Regions from separate parts of the Mus musculus genome. Here region 1 is linked to region 2. A link is a contact called in public promoter capture Hi-C data. All regions are on one chromosome and are shown on one strand. Each heading gives the region's core, a stretch centred on a gene start, on an enhancer-like site or on the middle of the called end of the contact. The rest is flanking DNA. Distances are from core to core; before and after follow the strand shown.

Region 1 (5,610 bases), core at 1,654-4,153, 2.7 Mb after region 2:
AGGCAGCCTTCGTTACTGTTACATTTTGGCCCTCAGAGCAATTATCCTTACTTTTGTATAAATCAAGTTGGAGAGCCCCAGAGGCTGGACTTACTGGGGAGAGTCTTCCTCCAAGAACCAGAACCCGAGTATCAGAAAGCCTTGTCATGGTGTGATAAAGGCGTCCATCCCACTGGCCTTCAGTCCCCAAGGTACTTATTTGGCAGCCTTCCCATTCCGAGTCACAGGATCTGGAGAGCACGTGAAACCTGCTCACTCGGCAGTGTCGTCCCTCTTGTTCTCCAAAGCCTCCTGCACTGAAAATAACGCCAGGGCTCAAGAGGGCAGAGGCGTGGCCATATCGCTTCAGGCTTGAGTGCTGGTGGTCACTAGTGACTACTCTGGCAGAAAGAAACCCTGAAGGCGAGGCAGGATCTATCTGAAAAGAAGCCTCTGAGGGCTCAAACACTGGAGTTTCTGACAGAATGTCTCCCCTAGATGCTGCCAGGATGAAATAATGTGAACACTTCAGATGCCACTCCTCATATTCATCAAAGGGTTCAAGCGTCTCAACCCGCTGGCGCTCTTCTGCCGAGAGAAGGCGGCGATAGAACTCGTTCAGGTCCAGGGCGCTGCAGGCAGTCCAGCCAGCTTGAAGGAAGCGCTGGCGCTGGGCCTTCACGACGGGAAACAGCTCCAGGCCATGCAAGGGTGAATGCAACCGCTGAAAGTGCTGCAGCATGATCTGCCCAAAGGCATCCCCCGGCTGCATCTGCTCATAGATCACGAAAAGGGCGTCGGGGAAACGCTGGGCGGCCCAGGCAATGAGGGCTGTGGCACTGGAGGGCTCCAAGTAGGTCAGCACCGCCTCGGCCAGGAGCAGCGTGGGAGAGGTGGCGTCCAGGCCGGCGCCATCCAGGGCCTCTCCTAATCGCTGGAGCTCCCGCAGGTCCGCGCCCAGGATGCGGTAGTCCGCGCTCTCGAAGCACAGAGATGACGCCGAGTCCCCGATCTTGAAAGGACCGGTCTGCGCACGCAGCTCCGGGGTCTCCTCGATCCTCTCCGCCTTGAGCCGAGACACGTCCGGGAAGTCCACCTCCCAGACGGCAGCTCGGGCCAGGAGGCCCGCCGCTTTCAGACGAAAATAAAGCGAGTCGGAGCCTGAGCCCAAGGACAGGATCTGGGCTCTGGTCCGGGACGGGAGCGCGCTAGTGAGTTCGAGGAAGGCGCGCACGCAGTGACGCACGGCGCGCGCGCGCACGTAATAGCCGCGGTGGATAAGCGGCGTGCGCCGCACGGGTCCCGGGACCAGCAGCGCCGCAAAGGGGTCGCGCACGTATCCGTGTGCGGCAAGCGATCGTTTGCTGAGGGAGCTGCTGTCGTTGGTGCTCTGGACCGTTCCCGCCCGGCGCTGGCGGCCTCGCGGGCCCATGACGAGAAGGTGCTCAGCAATACTGCACACAGAACACTTACCGAGCTCCCGCTCATCCGCTTCTGGGTGCGTCACTTCCGAGAAGACCGCTCTCTGCCAAAACCCGCGAGAGGTTTTTTGACCTTCCCCCCCCCCACCCCCCCTTTCCAAATTACGTTTTCCTGGGAACACGCCAGCTGCTTCGGTAACAGCTAGCGCTTGGAGAGCTCAAGTTACCTCTTTGTACAGGCATTTTCTGCAGGGAAAAAAAAAACTTGTGTAGATCCTCTTATTTGAGAACATTTTTAGGTGAATCGGAGGCTGACGACCTGATACCGGTTTGGTCCGGCAAAAGAGGACCAGCACCTCGGATCTTAAGCAATCCAGAGTAGATTGGTCCTTGCACAAAAGTAACAGTTGCTCCTTTATTGAGTGTTCTCGTTGCGAGGGAGAACTCATTTAGATCTTAAATTAGGCCATATGGAAAGTGAAGAAAGAGACCTTTACGGATAATTACTGATTATTATTAACCCACTGCCCCTGTACGTGCTGTTTATTCTCATGTAGTCTAAATTCTGTGCTAGGTCTACAGTGAGTAAGTATTCAGCATGTAAAAATGACACTCCCCTCCACTTCCAAGATTCTGTGATTCGTATGTGGTATTGAGTATGTCTGCTGAAAATCGCTATAGAAGAGATGTGATTATTCCCTGTGGCGTTGTTGTTTAAAGGAAGCAACCCAGGTTGGACTTTTAAAGTTTCTACATTTGATGCTTAGGAGATACCAGTAAGAAAGCACTCCCAGAGATGCGTAGAAACTTCATCATTTACTAATTTAGTGTCTGCTTGGATTAGGAAAGGAAATAGAAAGACTTGAAGAATGGTTAACTCAGAGCAGTAGTATGTAACGGCTGAGAGTATGAGTTCTGGAGTCCAACTGGATCAAGAAAAATTTTCTATGAAGATTTGGTTATTGGAAAATGTTTTAGGGTTAGGAACTCGTTAGTGGTCTTAGAAGAGCAGATTGTGTGGCAGAATGATTCAGTGCGTGCAAGATATGTTAATAAAGGCATCTAGTCGACCAGAAGGATCAGAGACAGGAGGCAGCAAATACTACCCTCCATCCAGAGACAGGATTTTCGCCTGACAGACCCAACCCATTTAAGGAAAGTGTTTGTGCGACGTAAATATGAAATAACATGTTTTCTTGTAAAAGCAAATTCGTGCTACATGTGTAAGCTAACCTGACCTACGCAGTAGATTAAAGGAGCCCAGAGTTAAAGGGACAGACGAACGCTGGATTTTTAGTTTTCGGGTGTTTTTTTTTTTCTTGTTCTTTTTTTTTTTTACTAGTCATTTCCCCATTGCAGACACACCTAAGTTAGCTTTGCTTAACTTAAGTTAGTGGGAGCAGGGGGTTGAGGGGGCTTGGGAGGTGTAAAAAGAAGATATCAGCAGTGACTGTGTTTCTGTTTGCATGTTAGATCTGAAAATAGTTACATTTGTTATTGTAGGTGAAAGTGATCCCAGAGCCACACATAGTGCAAGTCTTGTTTAAAATGGCAATCTGAAGGAAGTCCAGCACCTCAGAGATTCCCACTTTGATAAGTTTATCGTCCAAGCCGAGAATAAGAGCAAAGAGAAACTTTTCCTTCTACTGAAGTGATGGAGGCCGGACAGCAGTGGCCTGGGAAGACAGACTTTTATCTGCAATTACCAAAAGTGGTAAGAATTAACTACAGAGTTCTTGTTACTGTATAATGGCTTTTGTATTGTTTTCCACAAAAGAGAAGTAAAGCTTATGGGTAGAAATTGTAGAGTGGGTATAGCTGAACCAAGTAGCTGGCCTAGTATAAACTACAACTAGGAACCAGGCCACCAGGGCCTGATGTATGGGGCTCTGGATCTCGTGGACTCTTGTGAACTGATTGTCCTCTTGTGTTAGGAGCTCCATGCCCACTTGAATGGCTCCATTAGTTCCAGTACCATGAAGAAACTGATAGCCAAGAAGCCACATCTTAACGTTCATGGTCACATGACCATGATTGACAAGGGGAAGAAAAGGACTTTACAAGAGTGAGTTTGGGAGGTTGTGGGAATTTTTTGTGGCTGTATTTTGGGATTATAATATATAAGAATCAGATTTTAATACTTAGATAGGGTAGACATCTGGCATAAAATATATAACCTAACTCACAGTGCTTTTCCAACTGTCAGACTGACAGTATGTTTAATGATTTATATTGTTTGTCATATTGAGTTGTTCCTTAGATTTGAAAATAAAGACAGATTGATTTTTCTCTATTTGCTAGTCCTGGCAGGATTAAAGAATAGGAATGGCTGTTTCATACTTTTCAATATAAATAAGTAATATCTTATTTTAGCTATTAAATTGTCTTTCTAGATCAATGTAATTTTGAAAAAAGGTGTATCCTATAGTTCTTTGTAAATTTAAATATATACTTACTATTAACCTCAAATTTACTAATTAATTCCATTCTGAGGGTTTTTCTTGAGTAACAGGTTTTGATGAGGGAAGTGTGTTAAGACATTTTTTTTTTCATTTGTAGATGTTTCCAGATGTTCCAAGTTATACATCAGCTTACTACTAGTGCTGAGGACATCCTGATGGTGAGACACAGAGGCAGGTTAAAATGGCGTGACTTTCCACAGCAGTGCACAGCTCACCTTGCGCATGTCCTTTGGCTTTCATCCACGCTCTGATGGAGATGCTTGCTCTTTCCCCCCACTTCCTTCCCCCTCTTTATTTTTTCCTTTCTTTTTCTATTAATTTACAGATTTTTTTTCATGACAACTCTTTGAAAAGTCAGTGTAAGACATTGGCCTAAGAGCTAATGTAAAGTCTGTTGTTGTCTTAAAAAAAGAGGAAGCGGGTGGAAGGGAAAGGAAGGGAGTGAGAGAAGAACCAAGGTCAGCATTGTATTGAACGGGGAGGAGAAAGGCAGGAGAGCCTGACCCTGATTTCCATGTAGGACATGTCATAAGAAATAGTTGGGAGCTGGAGAGATGCTCAGTGGTTAAGAGCACTGGTTGCTCTTGCAGAGGACCTGGGTTTGATTCCCAGCAACTACATGGTATTGGGACCCCTCTGTAACTCCAGTTCTAGGCATCTGACCTGGTCCTCTTCTGACCTCTTCAGCACTGCACACACGTGGTGCACAGACATATGTGCAGGGAAAAACATTTGTGCATACAAAATAAATTTTCACAAAAGAGAAATATTTGTCCTCAGATAGGCATATTTCTTATCTGTTCCTCTCTCTCTTCTTTTTCATGGAGCCTAGACCGGTCTCATATTTTCTCTGTAGTTGAGGCTGGCTTTGCATTCCTAGTCTTCCTGTCTCCACCTTTCAAATGCTGGGATTCAGGTGTTCACCACCATGCCCAGGTCAGTAAGGAAAACTGTGACAAATCCCTGTAATCCAGCACTTAAAAAGGACCACAAAATCAAGGAGACCCTGGGTTTGGTTTGATTCTTACCACACCTACATGTCCCCTGTCTGCCCCCCGCCCAAAAATGTATATGTATATGTATCTGTGTTCTGCAGAGTTAACTTTGAAGTAGTAAGTTTTTTCCCTCCTTGGAATAAGCATGTTCATTGTATTGATTTCCTTATAGAGAAGAGTTAACTTTGATAATTTAATAATTTCCTCACTTCATTTTTTTAAACAACAGACTTTAATTAGCTCTTAGGCCAATGTCTTACACTGATTTTTAAAAGAATTGTCATTAAAAAAATAATCTGTTCATCAAAAGTTAAGTATGTATTTCCAATGTATCAGTCACTTTACCAAGGGGACATAAAGAGACCTAGACACAGCCCCTGCTTCTGGGGCTTTGTCAGTAGATGGAGCCATGGACTTCGAGAAGCTCTCTGTTGGATGCAGAGAGAAGGATTTATAGGCATCCAAAATGATGCACTCTCATTATCTGCTTGGCAGATGCCAGGGAACACTGTGTGCTACAAGAGCTTAGATCTTACTTTATTAGTGGATATTACGGGGAAGAGAATGAAATTCTAGGTTTTAAGAGCTTGATCTGCTATGAGTAGAGTAATGCTTTGTTTACCTGCTTTCATTTTGTTTCAGATTGAAAGCTGGTGGAAAGCTCTTAAATGAGATGAGACATAAAGATTCTATGCATTTGGCTTAGTGCTGCTGGCACAAGCATCCACAGGTGATAACAGTGAAGTAGTCGTA
Region 2 (5,276 bases), core at 2,176-4,675:
GCCCGTCCATGTTGGCTCTCAGTAGATTTGAATAGGCCTGAAAGCCAGAACAAGAAAAGGTACCAACTGGGGAAGCAGGTGACTTTCACACAGACTTGGAGTAGCTGGCATGAGAAAGCCTTCTGGGACACCTGTCCTGGCAACTGGTATGCCATCAAAGTCTTCACTCCTTCAGCAGCTGAGACATACTCCCCAGGGAGCTGCAGGCCGTGCACTCCCCAAGCAAAAAGGGAAAACTTCAGACAACTTCCTACTCAACAATATCATAGAGCATATCTGAAGTTTAAGAAAGAACTAGTCTTAAAGGGAAAGAAATCAAGGCAGCCTGGTCTACAGAGTGAGGACCAGGACAGCTAGGGCTACACAGAGAAACCCTGTCTCGAAAAACCAAAAAAAGAAAAAAGGAAAAAATAAAAATAAGGTAGGCAGGAGGGAAAGGAAACCACTGCTGAACAATATTCATAAAATGAAAGTGCGGGCAAACGGAGAGGTCAGGCTCCATCTTGGGTGGCACCACGCCCTCAAGGAGGACTGGAGAGCAGGGAATGGAACTTACCATCTGAAACTTGTTCACTTCTTTGGAGCTCACCTGCAAAGGGAAAAAGACCATCTCTTTTTATAGATATAGACACCACCTATTCACCCAAGAAAAGCCAAAATGTTCATCAAGACAACACCTAGGCCAGGCATGGTAGCCCACAAACACCTTTGGACCTCAGCACTCTGGAGAGAGGAGCAGACAGATCTCTGTGAGTTCTAAGCCAGCCTGGTCTATATAGCGAGTTGCAAGACCGCACAGAGACCCTGTTTCAAAAAGACAACAAAAAGACAACTAATCTTTAAATACTAATTCCCAACTTTCGGGGTCCCAGTGTACTCACAGCTGTCTAACCACCCTAACCTGCTCTCAAGAACAAGCAAAGCAGCTCTGTGCCTTCTTCCATATGACATCTGCAGCAGGATGGGAAGGCAGAAGTGGGCTCCCACCAAACTATTCACCTCTCTAAAATCCCTCAGACAAACCCACTCTGATAACCCCAACTGTGAGACAAAGCTGGGACGATCGTCCGGTACCACAGTCTTTAAATTTAAGGTAAAACAAAAAACAACCTTATACAGAGCCGGGCATGGTGGTGCACGCCTTTAATCCCAGCAGTTGGAAGGCAGAGGCAGGCGGATTTATGAGTTCGAGGCCAGCCTGGTCTACAAAGTGAGTTCCAGGACAGCCAGAGCTATACAGAGAAACCCTGTCTCGAAAAACAAAAAAAAAAAAAACAAAAAAAAAACCTTATACAGATGCCCCTACGTTTTTCTCTTTGGATTCTGAGCGATATCAGAGGACTTGTCAAAAGTGTTCATTTTATTATGCAAACTACATCCAAACTTCTCCCTCTGCTGAGCACGTGGTGGCTCTGGCCTGGAGTCCCAGTGCTCGGCAGGCTTGGCCTGAACAGGAACAAGCTCCAGGCCAGGATGGGCTGGATAAGCAAGGACCTGTCTCATGAAACTCTATCTTCCATTGATTCAGACTGATATAAGCACAATTCAAACTGTCATAAAAGAAATAATACCTAGGAAAAAGGCTGTTTCACATTTGTGGCAGCCAACCATAACGGCAATGTAGCCTTGCTTTACCTTGACAGTCGTCTCAAGAGAACATCAGCTACCGTCCGCAGTTTCCTGAGTATCCTGTACTACTGTCATTACAGGCTCGCTATAGAATTAAGAAGCATTCGCTCTGAATCCAGGGAATCTTTGTTTTGCATATTCACCCTTTCATAAAAAGATCATGGTTCTTGACTAGATATCCTCTGTAGTGCCAAGCCTAACCTGTAGCTACATTTGTTAAGTGAGCCACAAAGACCTGGAAAAAAACAGGTTAAAAATAATCATCTAATTCCCAGAACCTATGTACTGATGGAGCAGCAGAGAAAGAAAACACAGCCAGTCATGCTTCACAGCAACTCCTAGGAAAACGGACCACATGCTCACTACCACGGACTCCAGCAGAACAAGCATTCGGCCTCTACTTTCTGCCTAACAGTTTATTGCTGATAGTTTGTCCTACAAAAACAGGAACTGTGAAGGTGGTGCACACCTAGGATTCCACCACGTTGGAGACAGAGGCGACCTAAGGAACCTCAGTTACCCGAGACCTTATCCCAACCAAACAACCCACCCCCTCCACCAAAAAGAAGCAGAAGTAGATCCTGATCCCACAACAGCCTGGGAGTGACAGGCCAAAATGACAGGGAAGGGGGACCCGGACCTAATCCTGACATGCCCCTCCTCCCTCGGGGTGGGGGTGAGGCTCAACCCAGAGCGATGACTTAGCGGGATGAAGACCCTGGCTTGGGTCACATCTCCAACTTCACAAAAACCATCACTGTCATCTGTCTCAGTTGATGAGACACTCCTGTGACACCAGCACGGGCTGAAGCGCCTGGTGTGAGCTTCCTAAATCACAAGTTCAAAGTCAGCCTGAGTAGACTGCAAGACACTATTTTAATTTTTTTTAAATGTGTTCCCCTAGCTAGCACTGAGATAGGTTGCTCCTGTACCTTGGCTACTTGAGAGAAAACTGACTTTTTCTGAGTCGGCCAGGCCAACTCAAAAGAAAGCAGAGCCTTAAGAAAGGCCTCCAGCTCACCACGGTGCTGATCTTCCTTTTCCCATCCGTGGCTCTCAACAGACACTTGTTTTCTGCGGGCTCGAGGCCCTCCACAGAACTCTTCCTCGGGATAGGTTTGGTGCGACCGTCATCTGTGTTTAAGAAAAAAAAAAGTCCACCCAGGTAAACACCACCACAGGCGTTGCTTCTGGGTCCAAAGTGATGATCGTAAGGAAGGGTCCGCCATCACTCAGGATACAGCCAAAACTAGGAGCAACGACTCGCTCGATAAACACTGGGACCCCGAGGCATATTCTTCCTCACTAACGGAGCGGGGGCCGGGCTGCCTGACAACGGGCGTCGGACACACTTGGGGCCCCACTGTCACGGTGAGTGGGTGGCCGGCGCCGCACCGGCCACGAGCCCCGGAGGTGGCCGGTGCGGACAGGCCGGGGGCCGGGCTGTCCCCTCCCAGGCGGCCCCGGAGATTGCTTACATTTCTTGAGGGTGATGAACACGCTGCCCGACGAGCGGCACTTCTGGAAGAGCCTGGTCAGCTCCGTCAGGAACTGCAACACAACACGCCCCGTTAGGCAGCCTCCGCTCCTCGCCCCGCCGCCTCACGGCCCCGGCCCGCCCGCAAAGGGAGAACCGCGACCCGAGCTGACCCCACTCGCTCGAGTCCCGGGCCCTCCGGGGCCGCCGGTACCTGCTCGCTCTCGAGCAACACCATCCTGGGCTCCGCAGGTCCGACGCCGTCAGCAGAAGCCTCCAGCGGTTACAGCCGGAAAACTCGCTCGCGCTGGGCGGGACTTCCGCTTTAGTTGCACGTCTTCCGTCAATCCTCGCTTCGCTCGGGTTGCCTTGCGCCTGCGCGCTCGGCGCCTCCTCCCGCGTCTATCCAGGATGAGGAGTGACGCTTGCTTTCGGTGGTTGGACTGCGTTGTCAAGCTACACCGTAGGCTGTAGGAGGGAATGAGAGCAAAAGAAAGACTGGATAGACATATGCAAGTCACCCAAGAGTCCACTGACTCACTTTCCCCATTTTTTACACAATGATCTGGTTTCTCAGAACTTGCTGATGAAGATGAAGATGTGAGGTGTTTTTATAGATGCATTGTTTACATTTAGGAATAAGTGGCCAAGGAGCTCCAAGTTAAACTCAAAGCCGAAAGCTAAAACAGCAGAGTTCGCTGTTTCAGTATCTTTGTTTGAGGTATCTTTAGACAAAGAGTACTTGCTCTGAAGGCACTGTTGATCTATCTCATCGGCAGTGCTGAAGTCAGCAGGAAGCACAGGCTAGACCCCAGAAAAAGGTGCTTTTTTTTTTGTTTTGTTTTTTTTTTTTTGTTTCCAGGGTCCATAGTTTTTTCTTTCTATCCTACTTCAGAGGGTGGGAAAATATGTGAAAGTGATTGGAGAAGGAGCCGGGGATCACACGGGGCCTTTGCCACCGTTAGCAGGGCCCATAGCCACAGAAGGCTCAGATGTTGTTCCTGGTAGAAAGAGGGGAGTGGGGAGGGAGTGGCTCATCGGTGGAGTGTGAGTATCTGGATTTAAGATGTTTAAAAATCTTAAATTCAGACAAGAATGATGGCCCATGACTTTAATCTCAGCACTCAGGAGGCAGAGACAGGCAGAGGATCTCTGAGTTCAAGGCCAGCCTAAAGTGGAAACTTCTGGTTTCTTTGGTAAATCGGTTATATCAAAGAACATTTCGCTGAAGCAGACACAGGTAAAAGGATGTTTAGAAAGAATGAGAGATGAAGGATTCTTCGATAACAACATGCATGCATTGGTTCACCTTACATTGAGTAGCTGAGCTCCGTTTGTCATGACCCCATAGAGAGAAATGCACACACACACACACACACACACACACACAAAAACTTCTGGTGATATGCTGCAGTTTCTTGCCACTTCCTCGGACTCCAGCCAATTGGCAGAGTGATGTCAGCTGATACAGACTCATGGAGTTTTGCTAAGTCAGACTGAGGCAAGACCCTTAGAGGACACGTGATGTTTGGAGGGAGTATAAATAGGACTCAATGGACAGTGATGGGGGCTTGCATAGTTAGTTTTGGAGTGCTTCTCGGTCTTGCGTCTTCAATGATCTTCACGTCATTCAGAGAGACATGGCAGAGAACTTCTCCTGGCTTAATTGCTCCTGCTGGTTTTGGTGGAGGCCTGGCAGTTTCTGCTAGGTCATGCCACCACTGCTGATTCATGTTTGCCATCCCAACACTTCTGAGTTGGACTGCTGGGCTGCTTCTCGGTGTATTAATGAAGTATTTGCGAGTGGATGGAGCTGCTGCTACTGAACGCTATGAACTGAACTGCTGATTTCCTGACAATGGGGGTGGGATTTGCTCCAAAGAATAATTTCTAAACAGATACACTTCCCCTGTATCCTAATAACCTGTAGGTAGTGGGCTAGAAGGGAGGTTAGAGCATTTAGGAACCATTATTAAAAGTAGGGTTTGAGAAAATTCAAAAGTTACGCCAACCTGGTCTAGAGTAAATTCCAGGAGAGCCAAAGAAACCATGTCTCGAAAACCCGAAAAGCAAATCCAGAGAGAAGGTCTTGATAAGAATGCCGTACACAGACAATGAAAATCATATTTATATTTGAAAGATTCCCCCACCTGTGGCATAGAGAACACAC

The links. Promoter capture Hi-C pulls out the DNA fragments that hold promoters and counts their contacts.
Region 1: a promoter capture Hi-C map of liver shows a contact between it and region 2, with 4 times the contacts expected there. The contact joins the promoter of Adal here to the promoter of Srp14 in region 2. A contact is called at or near these places in 1 of 39 promoter capture datasets (liver) and 1 of 484 Hi-C or Micro-C datasets (B cells).

Annotation. Positions count from the first base shown.
Region 1 is chr2:121,139,190-121,144,799 of GRCm38.p6, forward strand. Adal (adenosine deaminase-like) reads left to right here and starts at 2,904. Exons shown (of 10, transcript NM_029475.2): 1 at 2,904-3,114; 2 at 3,335-3,465; 3 at 3,960-4,020. The coding sequence starts at 3,055. It overlaps Lcmt2 (leucine carboxyl methyltransferase 2), which reads right to left and starts at 1,509. Exons shown (of 1, transcript NM_177846.3): 1 at 1-1,509. The coding sequence starts at 1,411.
Region 2 is chr2:118,476,271-118,481,546 of GRCm38.p6, forward strand. Srp14 (signal recognition particle 14) reads right to left here and starts at 3,426. Exons shown (of 5, transcript NM_009273.4): 1 at 3,321-3,426; 2 at 3,108-3,180; 3 at 2,651-2,763; 4 at 557-589; 5 at 1-37. The coding sequence starts at 3,344.